Regions from separate parts of the Mus musculus genome. Here region 1 is linked to region 2. Evidence: chromatin contacts called from public promoter capture Hi-C data. All regions are on one chromosome and are shown on one strand. Each heading gives the region's core, a stretch centred on a gene start, on an enhancer-like site or on the middle of the called end of the contact. The rest is flanking DNA. Distances are from core to core; before and after follow the strand shown.

Region 1 (7,410 bases), core at 630-3,129, 430 kb before region 2:
TCGTTCCTTGGGGTCCCAAATTTATGGTCATAATGTCAAGTTGCTGGCAAATCTATGCACACAGATCATATGGAGGTGGGAAGTATCAGTGCTGGTTTACTTTGGCCCAATTTCCATTTCCCAAGTATCAGATTTCAGAGCCTATTTGGGGAATATTTTCCTTTCCTTTTGCTATGCCTCAGTCTTCATTCGGTTGATTTAAAATGCCAGTTTACTGAAACAGATTGAAAATAGGTAACTATTTTGTTGTAATTCGTTTGGGGGATTTTAGAAGTAAATTGTTATGTATTCTTTCGGCACTTTAAATGCAATCTTGAGAAACGTTTTCTATTTGGAAAAAAATTGCAGAACCATCACTACCAGATGACTCCAGAAGATGGCGCTGTAGGCCACATGTCTACAATGTAAGGCTCCATTTTTCACTGCTCAACTATGACGGGGCACTTTTAAAATTACCATTTATCTTAAGCTTGATAAAGGTAAGTATTGAAAAGAAGTGCCAGTTTGGAACTTAGAAATTTAATTCTAATATTCTGTTGACAGAAATATATTTAGAAGCAGGTAGTCATTTTCTATTTAGTGTTACATTTGTAACCACATTTTAATTTGTATCAGACTCAATACAACTACTTGCAACAACTGGCTACTTGAGGGGATCCTCGTTGAGCCATTGCTAAACTGCTTTGATTTGTAAGTTAGGGACCCGGGAGGAGGAAGGGGACTTGGAACCTGTGGTCCCAGATCTGACAAAACTACAAATAGCTATTAGGAATGGACTTTGGAGGCACTGAGTTTATTAAGGTTTTCGTTACACAGTGTGGGATGCTTGCTGGTGGGATACGTGCCTGTTAATGTTGTTTGCACATCTGCAGCACCTTTTCTTGTGCAAAGACCTAGATACGATAGATCTCTGTCTGCTGCCAGAGATAAAAACTGAGCTGCCACCTGAAACTTGAGTTGGTAAGGACAGGTTCTGAACACCCAGACAGGTCTAGCAGTTTACCTCATCACAGAGGAGCTCATACGCCTGCTTAATTGGCACAACCGCCGATACTCTGGCTCGATTAACAATAAACAATAGGAATAGGGACAGGGGAAAGCAACTTGGTGCAAGCAGAGCCACCTGAGTTGTGCTCCCCAATGCCCACTTAGGAAGCCTGGCATAGCCTGGCATTGCCTATGCGATCTCAGTACAAGGTGTCAGGAGGTGAGGTGTGAGAGAGAGAGAGAGAGAGAGAGAGAGAGAGAGAGAGAGAGAGAGAGAGAGAGAGAGAGGGAGGCAGGAGGAGAGCTGGGGCTTGCTGGTCAGGCAGCCTAGGCAAAAATGAAGAGTTCTGGCTTCAGTGAGACCCTGTGTCAAGGCAATAAGGTGTAGCATGATAGAGCAGGACACCTAATGGCTAAGGTGTAGCACGGTAGAGCAGGACACCTAATGGCTAAGGTGTAGCATGATAGAGCAGGACACCTAATGGCTAAGGTGTAGCACGGTAGAGCAGGACACCTAATGGCTTTGTCTGAGATGCACACACACATGGTCACACACAAGGACACATGGACACACACAAAGATACACTGAAATACACAGACAGACAGACACACACACACAAAGACACATGGACACACATGCACACAAACACAGAAATAAGGGTTTACTTTGGCTTACAGTTTAAGGGCAGAGTTTACCATGACAGGAAATTCATAGTAACAAGGGTTTAAAGCAGCTACATGCAACCAGGAAGTAGAGAACAGTGAATATTTATGCTCTGCTAGCTTTCTCCTTTGAAATAACCTAAGATGAAAACCCAGGGAATAGCGCTCCTCACTTTGAGGGCACCTCAGTTAACCTAATAGGGGGAGGTTCTCTCACAGGCAAGCCCAAAGTAATACCTCCCAGGTGTGCCTGGGTGCTTGCTTCTGGGTGACTCTCGATCCTGTCAGGACCACAATGAACAGAAGCAGCCACCACAGCGAGCTCGCTTCATTTGAGAGCACACAAAGGAAAATAAATGCCTACAGCGCAAGAAGGCAAGTGGGTGCGGCGGAGCCCAGGGTGTGCAGAGGGACATCTGTTTGCTGTTTCTTGACTGGGTAGTGAGTGGAAAGTTCTTGGCTTGTGTGTGCATTTGGAAAACGGTGCTCCCTTGAAAAGATAGAGCTCATTCAGGTAGAGAGCTTGACCTGCAAATGATAGCCATGAACAAATTGGGGGTGGGGGGTGAGGAATGCCCCCGTTGTCTTTAGGCCGGTATCAGACTCCAGGACTCTATGCACAGCTTAGGCAGCACCTGCGACTGAACATGGAGGAAGTGAGCGGTGCTCTGCAGCAGGCGTTTCTGTAAGGACTCTACATCCCCTGGCTCATCCCCTGCCCATTAGCTACCTGCAAGGCAGCCTCACAAGGTGCGGTTAGATGAATATTAAAGAGACTGCTTACAGCCACACAGGACAGTCACTGGCTGGGCACAGACCATGATGCCAACGTCAATATCACACTGTGTAAACTATCCCCCTCCTGGGACCTGTGGTTCCTTGAAGTTATTCTAGCAGTTAATGTTGTGGGCATGTGTTGAAACAATAAAGGGCATCCGACCTTTATCACTGCTTTGTTTTGTTTTGTTGGCATGTGTTGTGTGTGTGAGTATGTACTTGCCTGTGTGCGCATGTAGAGACCTGAAGTTGAGGTCAGGCATCTTGCCTAGCCACTCACCTTTCTTGAAGCAAGGTGTCTTGCTAAACCCGGAGTTAGCCAATTCTGGCTAGTCTAACTGGCCAGTCTGCCTCTGGGACTCCCTATCTTTGCCTCTTACGTGCTCTGATCGCAGGCAGCTGGCAGGCCCGGGCAGGTTACTAGCCATGCTTGCATGGCAAATGCAATATCCACTGGGCATCACTCCCTGACCCGCACAACTATCTTGCTTAGTAAAAACAGGAGACTGAAATATTAACTAAGGTGGCACTAAATACACTGAGTATTAATATTTTTCAGCATGTATGTGGAGGAAGGCCAATTTATCTGACTATAGACTCTACAATAATACATGAAAAATGCACTTATGGAGAAGGGAGCACTAAAAAGAGACATTTAAGCCAGGTGGGGGTGGTGCATGCCTTTGATCCCAGAACTTGGGAGGAGGCAGGAGTTTGAGGCCAAGCCTGGTCTACACAGTGGGTTCCAGGACAGCCAGGGCTCCATAGAGAAACCTTGCCAAGAACAAAACAAAACAAAACAAAACAACACACACACACACATACACATGCATATACACTGAGGAGACATTTATAATAAGCACGTGTTAGGGGTCATACATTATTTATATATTAACTGTTACTGAGCAGAGAAACGATCTGGTTGAGTACTGTAACAATTGACTGGCTTAATTCTTTGAGGACATCTTGAGTTGTCGGTCTGTTTCATGGGTTGCTTTTTTCTCATTAACAACTATCCAACAAAGAGGAGGATGGAGAGGAGGAGGGGAAGGAGGAGGGAGAGGAGGAGAAGGAAGAGGAGGAGGGGGAGGAGAGGGAGAAGGAGGGGGAACACAGACTGTAGCTATGCTTGAGTGTGTGACCATGAAGACATTTTTTTCTTCCACCAGAGGAATCACGTGACTGATGCTGGGCTCTTGGCATCCAAGTATGCCCCACTGCCTCCTCGGGAAAATTTTTTAAAAAAGATTTATTTATTTATTTTTAATGTATGTGAGTACACTGTTGCTGTTTTCAGACACACCAGAAGAGGGCATCAGATCCCATTACAGATGGTTGTGAGCCACACCATGAGGTTTCTGGGAATTGAACTCAGGATCTCTGGAAGAACAGTCAGCGCTCCTAACCACTGAGCCATCTCTCCAGCCCCGTGCCTCTTTGTGATTCGATGGTTTGGTGAGCTCTTTTTGGACATGGGCTTCCTGCCAGCCCTGCTCAGTGCATTTCTCCATGGGAGGGAGAACTTAGTCTGTAAGTTGAATCTTCAAGGAAAAGGACAGGCCTGGCTTTTCACAAAAAGATACTGATTTCTACTTTGAAGTAGCTTTGGGGCTCAGGACAGTGGTGATATGGAGTATGGATTCAGATTAACTGGTAACTGGATATAAATGTGTTGTGCTCCCCCATTCTGATTAATTATTATATTTAATATATGACCAAAACGTTAAACATCTTGTTCTAATGGGCTCCAGGGTTTGCCTCTTTAAACGTGGGAGTATTCACATGTCCTGGTCTCATTGCGTAAAGTGAAACCAAAGCCTCATTGGCTCTTTGAAAATGGAGGTAAGAAAGTCTCCACACTGTGCACAGACCTTAAATAATGCACACCCATGGGACTTTTTCTAGGCTCAATCTTGACCAAATCTCATTGGACCAAAGCTAGAACTTTCCACCAATGGCTCGTCTTCTTTCTCATTGGACACACATTTTGAAAACAAGTGGGTTATAGTTGTAACTCTAGGTTTCCGCCCTGTCCCTCTGCTTAGCAAGGCAAGCTGGGAAGGCCACTTGGCATCCATGGATGTCAGGAGAGTTGGCTCAGTGGTTAAGGGCACTTGCTGTTTTGTGAAAGACCCGAGGTTAGTTCCTATCACCCACAGGAAGGCTTACCACCACCTCGGGCACCAAGATGCACACACAGGCATAACACTTATATACTAACAATAAAATAACAACAACAATGGAATAAGATCACTGAGCTTGTAAGCTGTGCTTTCCCTAGGAGCCTCTACATAAAAGGCATTTTCCAGTGTGCTGTCAACAGTTTCCTTCTTCCTGGAGGTACAGGCATCTTTAAATTGCATGGTTGATGGCAACTCTATCACATACAAAAATTTTGGTATGGCACTTTTTTTTCCCTATAGACCAAAACAGTGGTGACAGTAACTGATATTTATTAAAAGCTTAAAAATTATTATTTCCTAAAGGGCAATTATATTTTCCTAAAGGGAAATTATATTTCCTAATCATTTATTTATCTTAATGGTAACGCTATAGAAATAAAAAGAACAATTTCTGTTTCTAGGCTCGCGGCGGTCTAGGCACCTGCTCAGCCATTCTTTGAACATCCCAGATCTGTCTACATCTGTGGTCCACAGTCGGAACCTACAAGAGGCCCCCGTAGATGAAACCCAAACACAGAGAATGAGATGATAAAAGAGCTGATTTTGGTACTAGGGAATAGATCTTCACTGTTCCAGGAAAATGGCTGTGGGATCTGGACCAGTTAGGAAGTCAAATCACAGTGATGGTTAGCTGGTGTTTCTTTCTACAGCACCATTTACTAAGGAAAACAGATACGGTTCTAAGCACTACAAAAACCTCAAGGAGGTGTATGAGCCAGGCATAAGTGACACACACCTGTAGTCTTAGTGCTGAGGAGGCGAAGGCAGGAGGATTGGGTATTCAAGGTCATCCCCTGCTACAGGGGCTCCATGAAACCCTGACTTCATGCCTCCAGAGAAGAAGGAATTGATTATAATTAAGAAAGAAGTGTGTGAGCCTCAGTGGCTCAAAGAAGGCACAACACATAAATTCCAACCAGCTTTGAAACTTTCAAAAACAAAACATCATTGTCATCATCATCATCAACAACAACAAAACCATGGTGGCTCAAATGTATAAAAAAAAATGTATGAAAGACATTGAAGTAACTTAGGAGAAAACAGAATGAAAATGCCAAAAACATACTATAAATGCTCACACTGTAGGCGAATGTTATAAACTCCCTCTGGATTGTGTTTGTTTGTTTTAACCTCCTGTTTCTCTTTCCACTAGCAAAAGCCTTCTTAGGTCTTGGAAAGATTGATACATTTGGTTAGAAAATTTACAGAACTGGGTCTGGAGAGATGGCTCGGCAGTTAAAAGCTCTGGCTGCTCCTCTAACCTGGGTTCAGGTCCCACGACCCGCCATGCAGCTCACAACCATCTTTAACTTCAGTACCAGAGGATCCATGGCACCAGGCATGCATGTGGGACATGCGACCTGTGAGTGCAGGCAAAATGCCCGTACACATATCAAAACAAAGTCGATGCCTTAGGTACGGCAAAGATGCTGAAGACCCTGGATCCTGCATCCTGGGATGTGCGAGGAGTACCTCACCCACTTCACCCTGTCCCTGGCCACAGATCCGAGGGGATCGATACCTTCATCCATGCCATTGAGAAGCTCCGCGAGGTCTTCGTTTTTACTGTCAAACTGATGTTCCTTCCAGGTCTCTCCGTTCTCGCTCCGAAGGACGATAAGTTCTCTCTCCTTCCCCCTCATGGACCCAAAATGAGGGATTTCCACAATGACGGGGCTAGAAAACAAAACAAACAAACAAAAAAAGCCACATGATTTCTTTTTGTATCAATTTAAATATATCTGTAGTAGAATACTAAAAATAAATAAATAAATAAATAAATAAATAAATAAATAAAGTCTCATTAATAGGATTGAGTTGAAAACCAGAGGTGCCATTTGGATTGGGAATGGTCTCAAAGCTGCAGAATCATTGCTAGTTAAATGGTATTACAAGCCCAATAACATGCTGTCATTCAGTCACAAACAGTTCTTGAAGGCCTACTGTGTGCTAGGCGTCAAATTGAATGGGGGTGGGGGTGGGGTGGGAATAAAACACATATAAATAGGAAATTTCAAGTTAAACATGACTAAAATAGGCCATAAAGAAAGAAAACCGGCCCATTTTTTAAAAATTAAAAACATAATAGATACATTATATTATACGAGATGCTAATGAGTTAAAAGGACACAGTCATTTCTTTGAAAAAAGAAATTTACCCTACTGGAAGATCATTTCTCTACCCCCCCCCCCCCCAGAAATAAATAGACACTGCCATAATCTCGACCCTCCGACGATTGGCACGCCTTTGCATTTAAAACAGTTTTTCTGATTGTGCCCTTTGGGAATAAGCAAAGGGTGGCTTTGTTGCCTGACGTGACTTCACACCTATCCAGGGAATGCTGGCATGTTTTGGAAGAGTACATGTGAGTTTGAAATTGTCACAGGAAGGAGTTAATCTTTGACAGTGTCCTTTCTCAGACAAATGGAAGAGAATGGCTGCGAACTGAAGATGACCAAATCAAGTCACGAGAAATCACTTTCCTGAGTTTTACAGAAGTATGGAGAAACGCTGGGAAAGATGGAGGGGTAAGCAGACCACAGTCACGCACAGTTCATGTAGTTGGATTGTGCCGTTTTATCTGATGGTGCTTAACAGACAGTATCATTGTTCTCTGTAGAGGCTGTGTGCAACCTGGCTTAGCCTAGCTGTTTATGCATACACAGTAGCAACAAATACAGGCTTCAGGAGGCAGAGCTTAAAGAGAGGCTGTGGTAAAGATCAAAACTACAAATGAAATGTGAATATCTGGATTGCTCATAAAAGTAGTAATCAAAAATGAGGCCGATAAAGGTCATG
Region 2 (7,299 bases), core at 2,963-5,462:
AAAGATTCAGAAGTTGACTGAATGGCACCTGGCCTCAGATTTCCAGCAGAGAGACCCCTGAGAGGGTAAAGTTCATCAAAGCCATGCTACATGGATGCTCTTTTATTACGTCACCCTGCACAGTGGCCTACAGGAATACCCAGAAAGCACAGTCATGAAATGTCACTTTGTGCATCCTCCCTGTGGTGGCTTGGTTCAACCAAACCAGCCTGGCATTTTTTTACAGTAAGGCAGAAAGAATGCTTGCCTGGCGGGCATTTCCTCTCCCAGGCAAGCCTGAAATCCCCCCCATGGAGATGGCTTAGTTGCTGTCATTCAATCACTCTAGAAAATATGATCCCGTCGATGATCTTTTCTTCTGCTTCTCGAACCTCTGATTGCTATGCTATCTGACTGATCTTTTCTTCTGCTTCTCGACCTCTGATTGCTATGCTATCTGACTGATCTTTTCTTCTGCTTCTCGACCTCTGTTTGCTATGCTATCTGACTGATCTTTTCTTCTGCTTCTCGAACCTCTGATTGCTATGCTATCTGACTGTTCTTCCTGCAAGACTTGCCCAGTTACAAGCAGGAGAAGATGAGCACGTGGGGCTCCTGGGTATTAGTAAACTCTTCTTCTCTTACTAGAAGAAGGAGAGATAAAGATCTTGGGTAAACAGTACATATGTATGCGCGCACACACACACACACCCTCTTCAAGGTCAACAGAATACAGGCATTATTAGTGAAAGGAATTGTCTTTATTAGATAATTTATTATTAGAGAACGGAAATAATTGATTGGCTCTGTTACACTGGTGTTGCCTTCTCGCTATTAAAAACACCTCCATGAGACAGTGTGAATCCAAATGTCCTAAGCTTGCTGACTGAGCTGAACACCATCCACAGCAGCACAAAATCTTCACAGCCATTTTGCCATGTACTTCCCTCTATACACAGATGTAACTTCATCCACAGACGGGTTTAATATAAAATGGAGGCCCATGTAACAGCATCCTTGAGTACTGAAAGGGTTTGGGAGGAGGTTGGGCAACACCACAGAGAGGGTGGGGTGAACGGCTCATCTGAGATGTTGCATGTGGCCACACCCACCGCTACTGCAGTGCAGGTCACTTGGGCCACTCAGACGCCTCCTGAGCTACTCCTGAGCTCTGATTTAAAAGCCAAACATAATTTCTTTTCTTTTTTTTAAAGTATATTCCATTTCATTCTCAACCACCTAGTTTAAAATTAATGCATATTCTCTTAAACATGTAAATATTTGCTGATTTAAAGAGACGATTCACTTTCAAACCAATAGTGAAAGATAATCTCTCTGAGCTGGAAAATATGAGACAAGGTTTCCTAACGGAAGAGCTGTTTGGTTTTTTTTTTTTTTTTTTTTTGTGGCTCTTCTAAACTCCTAGAGAGAAGTTACTTATTTAGCGCCAACTGCATACCAAGCGGCTGTGATGAACATCAGAGAGTCCATGTGCCTAAGAACACCGGACTCTAACACTAACTTGAATGCAGTGGCAGAAGAGGGGGGTGGACCATTCCCCAAGGGCCTGCTCTCTGCATACCAAGGTGAATCAAGGGATGGGACACTTGACCTTCAAGGATGCAAGGGATAACACTAAACCACTCGATACTGAAAGGCTCTCTTGGTGTCAAAGATAGGTGTGAGAAGAAAATGGTTTAGCTTGGGGGTGGGGGTGGATGCTGGTAAGAACTCCACTGTCCTTCACAGGAATGAAAGACAAAACATTGGCACAAGGGTGCAGTATTTTGAAGGACTGGAGTCTGGTGGTCTGGAATTTGGAGTCCACTGAGCCACAACACAGACTTTAGAAGTGGGGGGGGGGGGGGCAACGGAGGCTTTAGTCAAGAACATGGAGGCAGCAGGCAGGACACTGTGGCATCGAATGGGAAGGGCTCATGGCTGTCTAATGCATTGTGCGCTGCACCACACAGAATCACCTCATGGGAGACATGAGATAATGCCGGAAAAAAAATTTCAAGGGGAAGGGGGGAGAAAAAAAAAAAAAAGAATCAGGTCCAAAGAGTCCACGTGATTTACAGCCACCCCAAGACGCTGTTCATTTTCATCTAGATTGGGCTGTCAGGCTTCATGTGTCCGCCTGGGTTCTCTGTGACACTCTGTGTTCAGAATCGTGGTGGAGCCTGTCAGGCACTTAAGGGGATCAGCTCAGAAACATGAGCAGAGCTGACAGTTTGCCTTGAGAAAGGCCACCCCTCGGCTAGGCATTAAGCAAATCATTTGTGCTGTGCAGCTGCGACCCGCTCCCTGGGGAAATCACACTCGCACCTTTTCTGATACCGTCAAGCCCTGTGGAGCCAAGGTCCAAGAGGGGAGAGCTGACTTCAAACCAATCTGTACAGCTTCACTTGGTAGGGTGTTGAACGGCTGCCCAAGAATGTTGGCATGTCCCCGAACATGCCTCAGCTGAGCCTGCTGGTAGCAGCTCCATTAAAGTATGTCTTATTCAGAGGAACCTTTTTCATAAATAGTAAGTAGGCTATGAGCATTTTTTGAAATGCTTGATCGATTCAAGCAAGGGTTGCAATCTTTCATGTTCTCTACTATACCCAATCATTCCCTGGGCGTCCACTGGCTGAGCATACATCACATTGGGAGGCAAGGAATCATTTTAAAGAGACATCAGCAGATATATCAGACCTGGGCATTAAAGCATAAAAATCTAAGAATTCGAACTGAAGACGCAGAGAGCCCATCACCCATCCTCCTTCAACAAGCCATGAGCTACAGTCCTGTTTCAAGGGACCTGTTTTTCTTTGTTCCAGATGTATCTAGCCTTGCCTCTGGTGGCACACCTTAAATCTGAGACAGTTTATGAGCCACAGTGGGTTAAAAAAAAAATCACAGTCCCGCATCTGAGAATCACCTTTCTTTCCCATTTCAAAATGAACAGAAAAGTTCAGGGCACATCTTAGGATGACACGCACATTCGTGACACCCAGAATGAATCTACAGGTTTGCTGCAATCCTCTGCCGCTCTTTTGACAAAACCTCAAACCGCGTGGAAAGCAGAATGAATCCCATGAACTGAATGGATCCTGGAGACATATGGCTGACAGGCAGCTGGGCTGAATGCAGACCCGAGATTTATCCGCCATCAAAGGAATCGATAATTAAAATGGAGCTCACCTCCATGCTGGGTTTTTTTTTTAAAGTCTAACTACAGGTTTCCCCAAGTTTGCCTAAAATATATATTAAAGCTTAGCATCCATAACATAAGAATATTCATTAGTAATTGTACCCTACCGATCACAAGCATGGGGAAAATTCAAAAGGTAGGGGAAACACACCCACTCACATAATTAGGACATATGTTTACTTAATGTTCCTTTCATTGCTATTAGAGGGAACACTAGCTCAGCAAATCCAAATCACAATGTTTTAACTGTTTCAATATTGTAGCCATAGACCCCAGTCGAGGTGTTTGCCAGCAACCCAGAACACACCCCATTAACAGGGGAGAAAAAAACAAAAGCAATTCTTGCTTCTAGTGGCTTCTTTCTCGGGCTAAAGACAGCTCTCTGGAAAAGGCAGCCTCCAGATCACCTCCCGGGAGCCGGGAGAACAATGAAGAACGTGTTGATCCTGCCTCTTACCTTTTTTCCTTTCCTCTTCCTATGAGCAGGCTTGGCGGGCTTCTCCTTTGGCTCTTCACTCATCTTTCCTTGAGATCAGGGGAGTTGAGACGAGGCAGGAGATCACCTTCCGTGTTCCCACATCCAAACCCACGGCAAAGAGTCACAGCATTGAGACCAAAGTCCATTTAGGGAACTCCCCAGGCAGAGCGGCTGCTTCAAGCCAGCCCTGGCTGCTGTCACGGGCAACTCAGCTCGCCTCAGGGAGGAACTGGGTGTTCTCTCCAGCAAAGCCCTGGTTATTCCTCCAAAGAAAAATCAATATTCCAACCCTTTGTTTTCTTCCTTCCTTTCTTCCTTCTTTCTTTTTCTTCCTTTCTCTCTCTTTTTATTTGTTTTTTTAGCCAGTCGTTACCCCGAGAAAAGATCTTGACAACATTTCAGGGCTTGCTTCTCCACGGTGATTCTAGCTTGGAAATGGTGAGAGAGAGAAAGGGGGAGGCATACGTGCATGTGCGCTGCACACACACACACACACACACACACACACACACACACACACACACACAGGAATAAGCTAGACTGCTGACGAATCTCTGAAGCGTCCCAGGGGCTGGCTCACTGCAGTTTGCAAGCTGGGAAGCCAAGCCGAATGTAAATGCTCTGAGATCAAGCCTCCAGAGGACACATGTGTTGAAAGCATTGGGTATACCCAGGAGGCAGCAGTGGGGGTGGTAACGAGAGATCGGGTTACTGGTTCGTGAAAACACACACACACACACACACACACACACACACACATTCTCTCTCTCTCTCTCTCTCTCTCTCTCTCTCCCCCACCCCCAACCCCAACCCCATGATTAAAAACAATAAAGAGACCTGTTACTACAGAAGACAAAGCTGGATTCTTACCCAGTGAGGTGGTTTTTGTTGTTGTTGTTTGTTTTGTTTTAAAATGTAATTAGCAAAAAATAAATAAAATAAAATAAAATAAAGTTTGCAGATTGCCTAACCAAAGCTATGGACTTCTAATGAAGAATCTGTCACACGGAGCCCATACCTAAGTTGCCAGTACCACATTCAAGCTTTGGTCATGAATATATCAAACCAACCATGAAAAGGAGCCCTCCAGAATATTCAAGAAATCCAAAAGGTTCAGCCCCTGGCTTTTTCTGTGCCAGAAACATCCTGTGCTCCTGGATAAGGCACTCAGGTCAGTGCAGGTCTCTGGCCACATTACAGCCACCACAGGGTCCCCAAGCACACAGAGGCACACACTCCTGCTCTGGGCCACCAAGATTTTGAGAGGTCTCTGGGTGACTTCACTCCTTTGTGGAAAGTCTCCAAAATGGTCCACGCATCGGAACACAGCTGATTTACTGTCGGGTGTGGTCGCTTAAGCATCTTTGGAAAGTGTTAGGAATCCATTCTTGTTAGGAAGGAATAAGGTTCTGGGTCCCCCCCCCCCAATCCCGGCCAGATCACCTTTAAGATGGAAGCAGGTCCCTTGAGCTAAAACACATGTACACTAGGAAGGGAGGAACGAGCGGGAATCCAGAGAGGAGGCTGGCTCAGGGAAGTGGATTTTAATTAATATGATCAAAGACATACAGGAGCGTAAATGAGACCCAGAAGGCCAGTTTTCAGTGAGGTACATGGAGCTATTTAATACTGGAGACACAATGCTAAAATACTGAAGCCAAAATCACCATTTCTCATCTATCATTTAAGCAGGGTTGTACCTATGTTCAACAAATCTGGACTCCCCAAGCGCCACCCCCCTAAAAATGAGTGAGCATGAGGGCAGCTTGAGACAGCTCTGTCATGGACACCAGGGTTACAAGTGCTTGCTCCAGCGACCCATGGAGATCCTGCGCACTGTGGGTTATTTAATGGTTGTTCTGCGGCTGCGCATTACAAACAGTAAACCACCACTCAAAGGCTGGCAGGGAGCATTGATGGCGGTTGCCCCACCCCTCCGTGACCTGGGGGTTCCTTCAGCTTTGAGCAGCTGCTAACCTGTCTCTCCCGTTTCTGCTGCTGTTCTGGAATGTTTCTCTGGCAGAGTAATAAAAGGTAGAAAAACCATTAACACGGTAGGATGGTTCCTTCAAGTTTTTCATTAATTCAGTGCTTGCTCATCTTCAGGACCGGGCAGTCTGGGGAATGATAGTAACGTCCCTGGGTTGATCTGTCCCTGACTGCAGTGAGATGAGCCTGGGCTTATTTGCATTATGCTCTGAGGGAGAAACTATGAAGTCGGTGCTTTGTATGAATTCTCCATAAACTGAACTATCCATGCAGGTAAAGTCAAGTCTGAATATCCCATTTAAATCTTCAACTCTTCACTCGACAAGCCACAGAGATAACCTACCTGCTCTGTCATTTTACCAGAGTACTACTGACATTTTAAAAAAAAATTTTTTTTAGAAACTTATTTTATGTGTACGAATGTTTACTTGAATGTGTACCGCATGCATGCAGTGCATAAGATGGCCAGAAGAGGGCGCCAGATCCCCCCCTCAAACTAGAGTTATTACAGGTTGGGACCCACCATGTGGGTGCTGGAAATTGAACCCAGGTCCTCTGGAAGAACAGTCGGTGCTCTTAACTGCTGAGTCATCTCTTCAACACCTTCCCTTCTAAGAAAAGTCTTTGTTTATGCCTAATGTCCTGAGTGTAGGATTAGAGAAAGAATGGAAAGAAGAGGGTATTGGATGAGGTGGTCCACAGATAAACAAACACTGCCTGCCGGGCTCCCAACTCTACCAGTGCTGTGAGATCTTTGAGCAGGAGCATTTCGCCAAGTGGGACAGCAATGTAACACTCAGGATGGGGATTTATTCTTCTCTTTAGGCTTGCACTGATGTCCCATTTTTTCTGTTATTTGCTACCCTTTGAAGGGTTCCATTAAAGAGACTTATAAAAACCGCTTATCCAAGCATTGCAAAGATACCCACACTAAGCTATGTTATCAGGGGATCCTGGCAAAAAGGAGGCTGGTGGCTGTAATCTCTTGCTTTCGCTTTACTGTGCAGAAAAATGGATGCTTTAATGACCGATTAAAAGAATTCACCTTGATGAGATCATTCTTTCACAATAAACATTTTAAAACTCAAAAACAAACAAACAAACAAACAACCCCAGAGCCTAGAATTTATTCTGCTCACTCCAGGACAAATGCCATGTTTTCTCTTATATAAAAGGTGGGGAGGGAGGCAAAGAGGGACTTCAGGGAGGGAGAGAATGGAAAGAGACAGTGATGGAATTTATATAAAATGAAAGCAGCTTGGAGGAGTAGTTGGTGGATGGACAGAGACCACCAAGCAAGGGCAGGAGGGTGTGTGCATAAATTAGAACTAAGTACAATGCCACAATATGTATCCCAATACCACGATAAAATGGTATACTAACTTACAAAATTAATTTTAAAATATTTTTAAATTAGTCTGTTTACATACAAGCATGTAAATAAGAGACTATTAATTATTAAGATGTATAAAATTTAAAAAACCACACACTAAAATGTCAATCATGACATTTTTAAAACATAAAAGCGTATTCCAGTTGATGCAAAATTTAGGGGACGGACGGGATAGACTGTTTTTAGTTCATTCCAGACTTTACTGTATTTGTTTATAGACACAAGTCTTCTCTTGCAAGTTTCTGTTCCCTCTGCTGATGG

What was found. Promoter capture Hi-C pulls out the DNA fragments that hold promoters and counts their contacts.
Region 1: a promoter capture Hi-C map of hippocampal neurons shows a contact between it and region 2, with 4 times the contacts expected there. The contact joins the enhancer-like site here to the promoter of Ank3 in region 2. A contact is called at or near these places in 4 of 39 promoter capture datasets (the 3T3-L1 cell line, 3T3-L1-derived adipocytes and hippocampal neurons), 1 of 484 Hi-C or Micro-C datasets (embryonic fibroblasts) and 2 of 115 datasets of contacts at active chromatin or transcription factors (cardiomyocytes and forebrain).

Annotation. Positions count from the first base shown.
Region 1 is chr10:69,957,795-69,965,204 of GRCm38.p6, reverse strand. It overlaps Ank3 (ankyrin 3, epithelial), which reads right to left. Exons shown (of 43, transcript NM_146005.3): 29 at 6,133-6,287. Among named protein-coding and RNA genes, the nearest start is that of Gm33361, 40 kb to the right of the region's middle. Within about 2 kb of position 1,879, at least 60 of the 459 cell types and tissues checked have an H3K27ac peak or open chromatin away from gene starts, as enhancers often do. A contact at or near this core is called in hippocampal neurons, where this site is marked.
Region 2 is chr10:69,530,621-69,537,919 of GRCm38.p6, reverse strand. It overlaps Ank3 (ankyrin 3, epithelial), which reads right to left and starts at 4,212. Exons shown (of 43, transcript NM_146005.3): 1 at 3,636-4,212. The coding sequence starts at 3,698. It overlaps Gm51806 (a long non-coding RNA gene), which reads right to left and starts at 3,630. Exons shown (of 2, transcript XR_003949008.1): 1 at 419-3,630; 2 at 1-371.